Linked DNA regions of Arachis hypogaea: region 1 is linked to region 2. The links are chromatin contacts, called in public Hi-C maps. All regions are on one chromosome and are shown on one strand. Each heading gives the region's core, a stretch centred on a gene start, on an enhancer-like site or on the middle of the called end of the contact. The rest is flanking DNA. Distances are from core to core; before and after follow the strand shown.

Region 1 (5,101 bases), core at 1,314-3,813, 290 kb after region 2:
CTCCTTCTGTATTGACAAACTCAGCAAGTGATTCTGCAGTGCGTGGCCCCTCGTACCTACAGATATATTTAAAATTCAGGTATTAAGCATGAAGGAATGACAGCTTTGACAAAACAGGTAACCATGAAATGAGATAAAATATAGTATCAATATATGTTTTGAATGGGCAATGTCTCCTCACTTTTTGGGTTCCAAAGATCCCTTTGGGAACCACTGAATTGTTGGGTACCCAGAGACACCATATTTGCTGCAAACACTCTTGTGTTCATCACAGTCCACCTGCAACACGTTAAAAAGTAAGCCTTTTCAATTTATCAATGACAAAGGTCAACAAGAAACCATAAAGCATACAAGGGCAAGCATTATATGGAATGTGAACCAAGTCTTATTACTTTTCACAGTCTGTCCCCTCTCTTTCACTTCCTCAGTTTATGATTACTTCATTATAACAACCATATTTGTTTAATACCAGAGAAGAAAAAGGAAGGGATATCATTTTGAAGATGTACGAGAAAGTGAAGGGAAGGAAAGTATTTCATTATATAAGAGAATATGTGCTAAATGCTAATTTAAGAATAAAAACTAAAAAATCAAAATGATAGATTATCCCAAAAACAAGAAAATCTTTCTACCATCCTAGTTAACTAAAACTTGGCATTGAACCATAAATACATAAGAACACTGGAAGCTCAACACACATTGCAAAATGAATCATATTTGAAAGGTGTTGAATATAGAGAAACTGAGAAAGTGATAAACACCACTTGTGCTTGCTTACCTTGCCAATTAAAACAGATTTGGCTTTCTTGAAGCTGGAACCGAGCTTTTCATATTCAGGGGCAAGCTTTTTACAGTGCCCACACCTATGGTAACAAAAAATGGTATGAGAAACACAGATTGAGAATTAGAAAAAAAATGTGCATCTTATCTTTGCTGGATCGCAAAAAAAAAAAAATTGACACGATGAATCACCCGACAGAGTGAAAACCTGGCAACTTTCTATATATATATAACGAACTCAGAACCTTCGGTTGGCACAAAAAAAGTCTCGTTGGTACCCTCACTCTCTCTAGTGTCAATTATACAGAGATCTTATCATCTAATAACTTATATTAAAGGAATCAAATCAAAGAATATAAAGTTAAACATCTATTAATCTACAAAATCAAAGAGATAAAGGACAATAACACATTCTATTCGAACTGTATACTGAACTAAACCCTAGATAAGGTAAAAATTGAATCAACAAAGGAACCAAAAATGGATTGGTGATTATTTTATTTTATTACCAAGGAGCGTAGAACTCAACGAGTGCTCCTCTGTCCTGACCAACCTCCTTCTCAAAGTTATCTTCGGTGAGCACAACAACATCATCTGCAGAGACAGATACGAAGACGAGAGCAAACACCAACACTCCCAACGCTAAACCCCTGCTCCAGATCTGTGCACGCGTCAAAGTGTCAGAGGTGTTCGGGGTTAATTAATGGTCTAATTGTTCTGCCTATTTACAAAGATCGAAGCATAAAAGTGGAACCAGATATTGCCTTCATCAAATATTCATCATACTATTATATTATCAAACATGTAGTGCTACTATCTGTTATGCTTTAACAAAAACACAACGCTAATTTTATTTGTGGAGCTTCCAAGTTTCAACATACCTTCTTTCTCGAATGGAGTTGAGCAGCTAAGATGCCATTGTCAAGTTTACGGTGCATCTTCTGGATCTGTCACCCAAGGTGCCCCGTTAATAAGAGTTAAGTTTCCACAACTGAAATAATTAGCTTGGCTTTGTGCAAAGGACTTTAAAATATTCACTACTAATGCTATTGGACTTTTTGGTTAAAAGATAAGCGATAAAGAAAGGTGTCTGCAAAATAGGTTCATTGCATCTCCAACCAGAGATGAAATATGTATTCATTCAATTGAACCAAAACCAGTTTCTCATAATCATCTATCAAAATATTCTAGAATTGATTAGATTAAATAAGAAAGAGAATGAAATCTGAACCATTATCACAGTCATTTGAAACATCCATCTCTAGAAAAACTCAAAAATAGGTCTAAAAGCAGACATCAAATGCAAGGTAAGGGATAAAGAATAACAGATCTGATAGAACACCACCGAACATCAAGAACAGCTTCAGACTCAAACGGGAGAAGACGAACAAATAAACAAACAAACAGGACCAGCGAAGAACCTCACCGAAGACGACGACGACAGCGAGCACGAGGCCTTGCAAAAGAATATGAGTGACACCCAGAAAAGAGAAGCCTGATCGGAGACGACACCAAACGCAGCACCAAATCTGACGAAAGAAAAGTAATAAAACCAGATCTCAAGTCCAAGAGGCACGCTTGAATTACTAGGAACCACGTTGGGTTGAACAAGGGTTTAATAATTTATTATTGCTGTAGGGATACATGGGGAAAGAAAAATTTCGTACGTAGTCGAGGTAGTATTGAATTATTGGGTTATTGGGTTACGGACTTAACGTTACGGGTGACGAGCTGGTCTAAATCTATCGGACTGGTCTGTGTATCCTGCAAAAATAAAGCGAATTAGGTTAGAAAATTGGGACCGTCAAATAGTAAAAATTTATTTTAAATTGTGAGTTTTAGTGGGGTGGGGCGGACTTCTCCGTCGAACGTAGTGTTTTTTTGATAAGGGGATATTTTTGTAATTTTTTTGCCAAAATCTAACTTTTTTCAACCTAACTTATAAGAGAATGAACATAAAAATTGAGTGTTTTGGATTATATTTATTTTGTTTTGGAGATAATATTTATAATTATGTTTTAGATTATGTTTATTTTGCGTTGGAGACAATATTTGTAATTATGTTTTGGATGAAAAACTTGGTTTATAATGATGTTTATTAGATATTTATAATTACAAAGACTTTTAAAGTTTGTGAATATAGAAATTATAATTTTTTTATGCCTTTAGAAATTATAAATTTATTTAAATAGTTGTGAAATTATATATATTATTTAATAGTTAATAGTAAAAAAAATGAGATTTGGCGGGTTTAGTCCTCCAGCCCGCCGTTAGACAGGGTCGAGTGGGATTTTAAGACCGCCTCAATAGGCGGGACGGGGCGGACCAGCCCGCCAAAGGACAGACTTTTGGCGGAGCGGGGCGGGATGAGGCAGACTTCCCCGCTTGCCACCCCTACTTACGATTACCGGTGAGATTTTTGGTTAAATTGATTAATTTGCAGAGACAAACTCAGAGACAAATAGAATTTATACTTTTTTATTATTATTATATTTTATCATTAGTTTAATTTATTTACTTTAATAATATATTTTTAAATTATACTTTTAAATATTACTAATTAATTATTGATTAAAAATAATAAATTTTATTAATTTTTTAATATTTTTTAATATTTTTTAATTTAATTATATTATATAATTATATAAAATTTTAATTTTTTTGTTTTAATAATAAGTGTATTTCTTTTAATTTTGTTTTTACTAATGCAAAGACGAGCTCAATGAGTCAGATTGCAAATTTTGCTTTAAAAAGAAATATTTAAATTAATTTTTAAGAAATTTTTAAATTAGATCTCACATTTTGGTTCTTAATAAACTCTTAATTTTTATAAGGTTTTGAGAATTATCTTAGTGAAATAAATTAGTCTCTTCATTATTTTAAAATGGGACTAATTTGTGTTATAGTAATTTTTTTTATCAAGTTATTTTATAATAAAATTTGTTAAAAATTTATTTATTTAATATATATTTTAAAAATTTGATTGAAAGATTAATCTGTTTACTAAAAATAATTTTTAATATTTTTTTATAAATAAAAGTTTATTAAAAATTAAAGTATCTAATTTAAAATTTGTTGAGACGTAATTTAAATATTTATTCTTGTTTTAATATTATTACTAATGTTAAATGTAACATGAGTATGATTATTATAATAGTGTACTGATATGCAGCTTATATATTGAAAATAAGTATTTGATTTAAATGACATAAATATGGCATTTTAAAATATAATAATATTTTTATGTGGATGAACTTTCGAGGTATATCTTGTTTTAGAGGAAATTGAACTTATCTTTTTGTCTTCAAAGGACATATATTTCGACAAGAAGAATACAAATGGTGGGTACCTAGGCACTCCGACACTTAAGTCAGTAAGTATTTAAAAAGTATCTAATAACTTTATGAATATAGAATATTAGACATGAAATATAACTTATCATGCGGTGTCTTTTGAGATATAGAGATTGATGCCTTTATAGGTATAGGGTTGATGAATAGAGTTGATGTTATGACCGTTAGTCATTAAGTCAGAATAATGGTTATTAAGATCGTCCGTTACAAACTTAGAATGAAGGCAAATAAAGTTGATTTATGACTCATAATGGACAATAAAGACCGAGGTATAAGGTTACGGATCACAGTTCCCAAGCTTTGTCTGCCGATCATATGATCCAAGATAAGCTTAGAAAATAAAATGAGTTATAACTCGGTTAAAAGATAAGTGAATAATGATATGGTGAACCCCCAAGCTTAGTCGAGTTATTATGTCGGCACTTATTCAAAAAATAATTGAGTGGTAAGAGTCATTCAATCAAGATATTTGTGTGGAAGATATTTTTCTGCTTGAGAAATATTTTTCATGACATGCATATAACATTTGATTGTATGTAAATTGAAAAGTTCAGAAATATATATCCATTGACGGAATCAATTATATGATCCGAGGATATAATGATTAATTGTTTTGGAAATTTTTTCGACCCACAACAACTTATTGATGAATTTCTCGCTCAAAGCAACTAGTTATCGAATATTTACAATTTATATTGAAGGTCATATGATATGAATAAGATAAATTGAGAAAATCTCTTTGCAACTCTTTGCATACCATAAAATTCTTCTCCATGAATTATTGATAAACCACTATTTATGGTTTATATTGTGTTTAATTGTGTGGTTTTATCATGATCATTACCCACTTATTCATTAAATTAGCATGAAATTATAATTCCTTCCTAGAGACTTTAATTATATATTTTTAATTCTCCTTTATTCCATTCGATGCCGTGATCTGTGTGTTGAATGTTTCAGACTTTATA
Region 2 (5,527 bases), core at 1,545-4,044:
AAACAAAAAGACTAAATTACCCCTATTATTTAATACTATATTTTACTTCATTTTTCTCTGTAGAACTAAACCATAGCAGAGCAGTTTCTTCCCCAAATCAGTGAGTTTCACCAACGCCACCACCACCGGAGCCGGCACCGGCACCGCCGTTACTCTAAACAGAAGATTCGTCTCCTTATCTTCTCCGATTCATGTTCGCACTGCTTTTCTCTGTGAATTTTATTCGAATCTCATATTAAGGTTTGAGTTTTTTCCCAAATCAATGGAGGCTTCACCAACGCCACCGCCATCGGAGCTACATCGGCGCCACCATTACCCTAAACGGAAGACTGGTTTCCTTCTCTTCTTCAAGTTCATGTTCGCATTGCTTATCTCTACGAATTCTCTTTGAATCTCTCATTAAGGTTTGAGTTCTTTTTATGCTTTCTACATCGACTGCTAATTTGATTAGTTATCTTTTATTTTGCTTGATTTCTTATACGCTCTTTGTGATTATGTTGCATGCAAATAACATATTTGATGATTTGTCTCAATAAAGAGTTTAAGCTTTTGACATATTTTTACATGCTTAATTTGGCTTGAATCTGACAAAAACATATTTTTACATGCTTAATCTTGTCTTAATTTGGCTTTCCGTGCTGTGTACTTCATGAGCCATGCTACAATGCACTACTAAGCTTGCATTACTATTGTTCTGCTTCTTTATCCTGTTGTCTTGATGAATTTTACATACTAGTAACAATGTAAAGTTATTTTGGTGGCAATCTAATTTTTAGCTACTGGATCTGTGGGATCTAATTTTCCAGTTTTAAAATATATTTTGGTGTGCATGTTCTGGTATACTTATATGTTCTGGTGATATTTGTTACAGTTTCGTATGATAGTGCAAGTTTATTCAATTATTCGATCTGCATGTTTACAGATTTTGGCATATAACAAGAAGCCTTTTAAGTTTTTCTCTGATGCTTCTTCAATTTATTTATTCTGTTTTACTTGTTTGTTGATATATTTTAGACTGTTTGAAAATTGAATTAGCCAACTTACTTAGTGGAACAAGGATCAGTTGTAATTGTATTTGTTGAGAACTGATATTTCCATACTGCTATTACTAAATTTGATATGTGATCACCGGTTCTTTTCTTTCTTATTAATGTTTTGATTCAAGTGATTTGAATAAAGTCTTGAATTAGATTGAAGGATGACTAGGTGAACGAGCATTAGTGCATTACCATTAATGTGCATGTAAAATTCTCTAAACCACAATGAACTTTGGTTTATTTTTTCTTGATTTGATAAATCTGAATGTTAGTTTATATATAAAAAATGAATTCAAAAAGGAAAAATGTAAATTTTGGTACTACAATTAATTTCAATGCATTAATCTTTTAGTTGATTGACTTTGGATAAAAAAGAAAATGTAAGGTGATTCTCTTATAGTTATACTCTTCATTGAGTGAAGTCTTGAAAGGGTACAAGAGTAAATAGATTAACCGACAAGTTCATTGATTCCCCCCCTTTTTTTTGTTTGAAATTTCTGTTTTTCTGAAATGGGTGTCTCCCATGATTTCTCGCTTCATTGGTCAATAATGTGTCATTGAAATGTCTCCATGCTTTTGTGTCATTGAAATGTCTCCATTTGGTAATAATGTGTCTCTGTCTCTCTGTGTTTATGTGTGTGCATTTTTAAGTAATGTTTGTTTTTCTTACTTTGCTTTTGGTAATTCATTTGCTTTGGTTTTAGTTTTTGATTGTCACTGTTAAAAGTGCTTCTGAATTTGAGTGGTTGGTCATTTTTTGAACTCTGTCATTTGTTCAGAGAAACGAGATTGGGTTGGTTAGAGACATACAGTGAATCTACACCAATGTATCAGCTTCACGGATTCGTAAGTGTTCAGATCTGAACCACAATACATTATTCCTAATATAATTTTTTTTCTTATTCTTCTCCCTAAGTTCCTTGCTTCTAAATTTGGTTGGTGAATTTTGCTTATAATAACTGAGTTGAAAGACTTTTTTCTCTGATTTTTTGGAACAACAGTAGATACTTTATTTCTTTACCTTGTGTATTCAGTATTAAAATGTTTCTGTAAAGATAATATTCCGTATAAATTGACTCTGTTGCTATCTACCAGTGGTAATTGCTGTTTATGAATTGATAAAATTGAAATTTCCCTTCTCCAATTCTTCTTCTTTTTTTTTAAAGTACTCTTGCTAGAATGGTGGAATCTGAATTGCATATGATCTACTCATAGCATTGGGTTTAGTAGGTATCACAAGAATGCAGTTCATGAGTTGTGTGAAGATTTTCTTATTTCATTTTGTTAGCTTAATATATTTTTCTTGAATTCCATTGTATTTGGATTTTGGAAAATATAAAGTGGTAATTCTTACCTTTATTCTTTTCACATTTTAGCCTGCTATAGTAATCATTATATAGAATAAATAAATAGTAAAGTCTTTTGGCTAAATATTTTAATATTTTTTTTACAGAATAAATCCCAAACAGAAGATGAGAGTTATTGCCTGCTTGATTTTACATTTCGAATTAATAAATGACCTTATGGTTAAGTTATTGATGATTTGTTATGTTTTGATTATGTTAGAATTGAGAAAAAAAAAAGAAAATGGAATGATAGTTACAGTAGGCAAGTAATAAGGGATATTAGTGTCGATAGGATTATTTATTTTAGCGATCTAGCATGTATAGAAAACACAAGAATGGATAGGCATGCTTTTCATGCATTGTGTAACTAACGTGCTTAAAGTGGTTGGAAAGTTAGAACCAAGTAGGAATATGGGTGTGGAAGAAATGGTTGCTATGTTTTTACATATTATAGCACGTGACGTCAAAATTAGAGTAATAAAGAGACAATTTGTAAGATCTGAAGAAACAATTAGTAGGCGGTTTAATGATGTATTGCTTGCTATTTTGAGATGTTATAATCTCTTACTGAAGAAACCTCAACCATTTAGCCAGGATAGAATGGATGAACGATGGAAATGGTTCAAGGTAATTTATCTTGCTAATGTTATTAAACCTAATATGCTTGGTATGCTTTAAGATTAAGTTAATTGATCTCTTTTTTTTGGATTTTAGAATTGCCTAGGAGCCTTAGATGGTACTCATATCAAAGTTAATGTCCTTGAGGCTGACAAGCCTAGATATCGAAACAGAAAAGGTGACATAACAACCAATGTGCTTGGAGCGGTTGCTCCCGATATGCAATTTATCTATGTACTGGCAGGTTGGGAGGGTTCAGCTGCGGATTCTAGGGTATTGCGAGATGCACTATTTTGCAATGGGTTTAGTGTTCCCCAAGGTATTTTTATTGAGACTTTAGTATGTTATCAAAGTAACTATTTGATCTTTCATTAATTTTGTTCAATTTTATATGTCACACTAGGTCATTACTACTTATGTGATGCTAGATACGTGAATTGTGAAAGATTTTTGGCACCTTATAGAGGACAAAAATATCATTTGAGTGAGTTTAATCCACATAATCAATCCAGTACACTCAAGAGTTTTTTTAATATGAAACACTCATAAGCTAGGAATGTCATTGAAAGGACATTTGGAGTATTGAAAGCAAGATGGGGAATTTTAAGAGGAAGATCATTTTATCCTATTAAGACTCAAGGAAGAATTATAACTGCTTGTTGCCTTTTGCATAATCATATTAGAAGAGTGATAGTTGTGGATCCTATTGATGAGATAGAAGATCAAAATATACTTGGACTAGATGGTGAGACGATCCACCATATTGAGATGAGTGATGCTTGGGGTAGATGGAGAGATCAACTTGCACAAGAAATGTGGAACCAATGAAGGAGAAGACATCACGCTCGATAATTGTAATAGTTTTTCTATGTGTGAGGCTGTCTGTCGTAATATTGATGTCATTTTGTTGATGTGTTTGTGTTCTTGTACAAGAGTTGTGCGTCTGTTAGTAAATTTTAACTTTTGAGACTTCTTTGTAACTTTAATTTGGATAATAGTAAAGCTTTTTAATACATATGTGGTTAGAATCGTTGAGATTTGTTTTATATAAGTTCAATTATGGATTATGAGACGAATTATGAATTATGGAATTTTTGAAAATTTAGATACATATTTTGTGTTATTTTAATTAAACATATTTAATATTAGGGGTATTTTAGTAAATTTAAAAAATTTAGAGTCAATAATAATTTCACTAAAGATATTTGTTATTAGGGATATTTTAGTAAATTTAAAAAAATTTAGAATCATTAATAATTTTAATTAAAGATATTTGATATTAGGGGTATTTTAGTAATTTTAAAAAAATTTAGAATCAATAATAATTTTAATTAAAGATATTTGATATTAGAGATATTTTAAAAAAATTTAGAATCAATAATAATTTTAATTAAAGATATTTGATATTAGGGGTATTTTAGTAAATTTAAAAATAAAATAAAAAAATATTTTATTATATTTATATTTATTTAAAAAATTAGAGTCTAAAAAATTTAATTAAAAATATTTTATTATATTATATTTATATTTTATTATATATATTTACTAAATTTAATCATTAATATTCTAATTAAAAATTATAAGGGCATTTTGGACAAAATATTCACAATTCTCAAATATATTAAATATGAACCAAACAAAAACTAAAACATACCTAGGCATATTATTAATATTCCATAGACTTTATTTTTACAAACCAAACATAGGAATACTCTATACTTGGTAATATTATTCCAAGGAATCATATTCCTAATAATGATATTCCTAGGCATAAAAATTAATCCTTGAACCACACAGACCATAAGTATATGGTATTTGAGTTAGTGTAATATATGTTGTGAGTTTTTTTGGGTCATAACTTGATTATCAGATTCTCATTGTATGGTCAATAAATTTTGGATAGTTATTTGATTTTTTATCATTCTATTTTGAGGATTTGTGTTGGCATAATCTTGGTTTGGTATCTCCATTATTTTTTCGTATTGATCGGTCCTTTTTAAAATATTATTTATATTTGTTAAATTAAATCATAAAATAAATATTTTAATATTTTAGATATTTGTTGGTTATGAAATACCCATACATAAGCTCTATAAATTCTGAAATTTGTGGATTGATTTAGAATTTTATACATGAAGTTGTGCTAACCGAATAGTCGTATGAATATATTATAATATAATCATTAAATAAAAAATAAATGTGGACGAAATTAAGTTAAAATTATGTTATAGATATTGTTAAAAGAATATTGTGGTGTATTGTTCTAGTTCAATTTATTATGTAAAATATAAATTTTTAAATAAAAAAATATATTTAAAAATTTATTGAAATAACATATTTTTATATTCATTAACCAATGTTGATATCATTGTAATAATTTTTTAGCCCTTTATTTGTGTTATAATTTCTTTGTGTATTTGACTTAATATATTTTTCCACAATGTGACTTTCAACACGATATTTAACATTATTGTAACTATGTTGTTAATGACTATATATATAAATTAAAATGAGTTGTATGTTTAT

What was found. Hi-C and Micro-C count contacts between places; a contact is called where the count stands out from the background.
Region 1: a contact with region 2 is called in a Hi-C map of leaf, with 2.2 times the contacts expected there. The contact joins the promoter of LOC112727518 here to the promoter of LOC112730117 in region 2. A contact is called at or near these places in 2 of 8 Hi-C or Micro-C datasets (both in leaf).

Annotation. Positions count from the first base shown.
Region 1 is chr12:72,007,097-72,012,197 of arahy.Tifrunner.gnm2.J5K5, forward strand. LOC112727518 (probable protein disulfide-isomerase A6) reads right to left here and starts at 2,564. Exons shown (of 13, transcript XM_025777288.3): 1 at 2,207-2,564; 2 at 1,662-1,727; 3 at 1,290-1,441; 4 at 779-863; 5 at 182-279; 6 at 1-56. The coding sequence starts at 1,718.
Region 2 is chr12:71,720,405-71,725,931 of arahy.Tifrunner.gnm2.J5K5, forward strand. LOC112730117 (protein ALP1-like) reads left to right here and starts at 2,795. Exons shown (of 3, transcript XM_025780223.1): 1 at 2,795-3,010; 2 at 3,098-3,320; 3 at 3,552-3,829. The coding sequence starts at 2,795. The coding sequence ends at 3,829.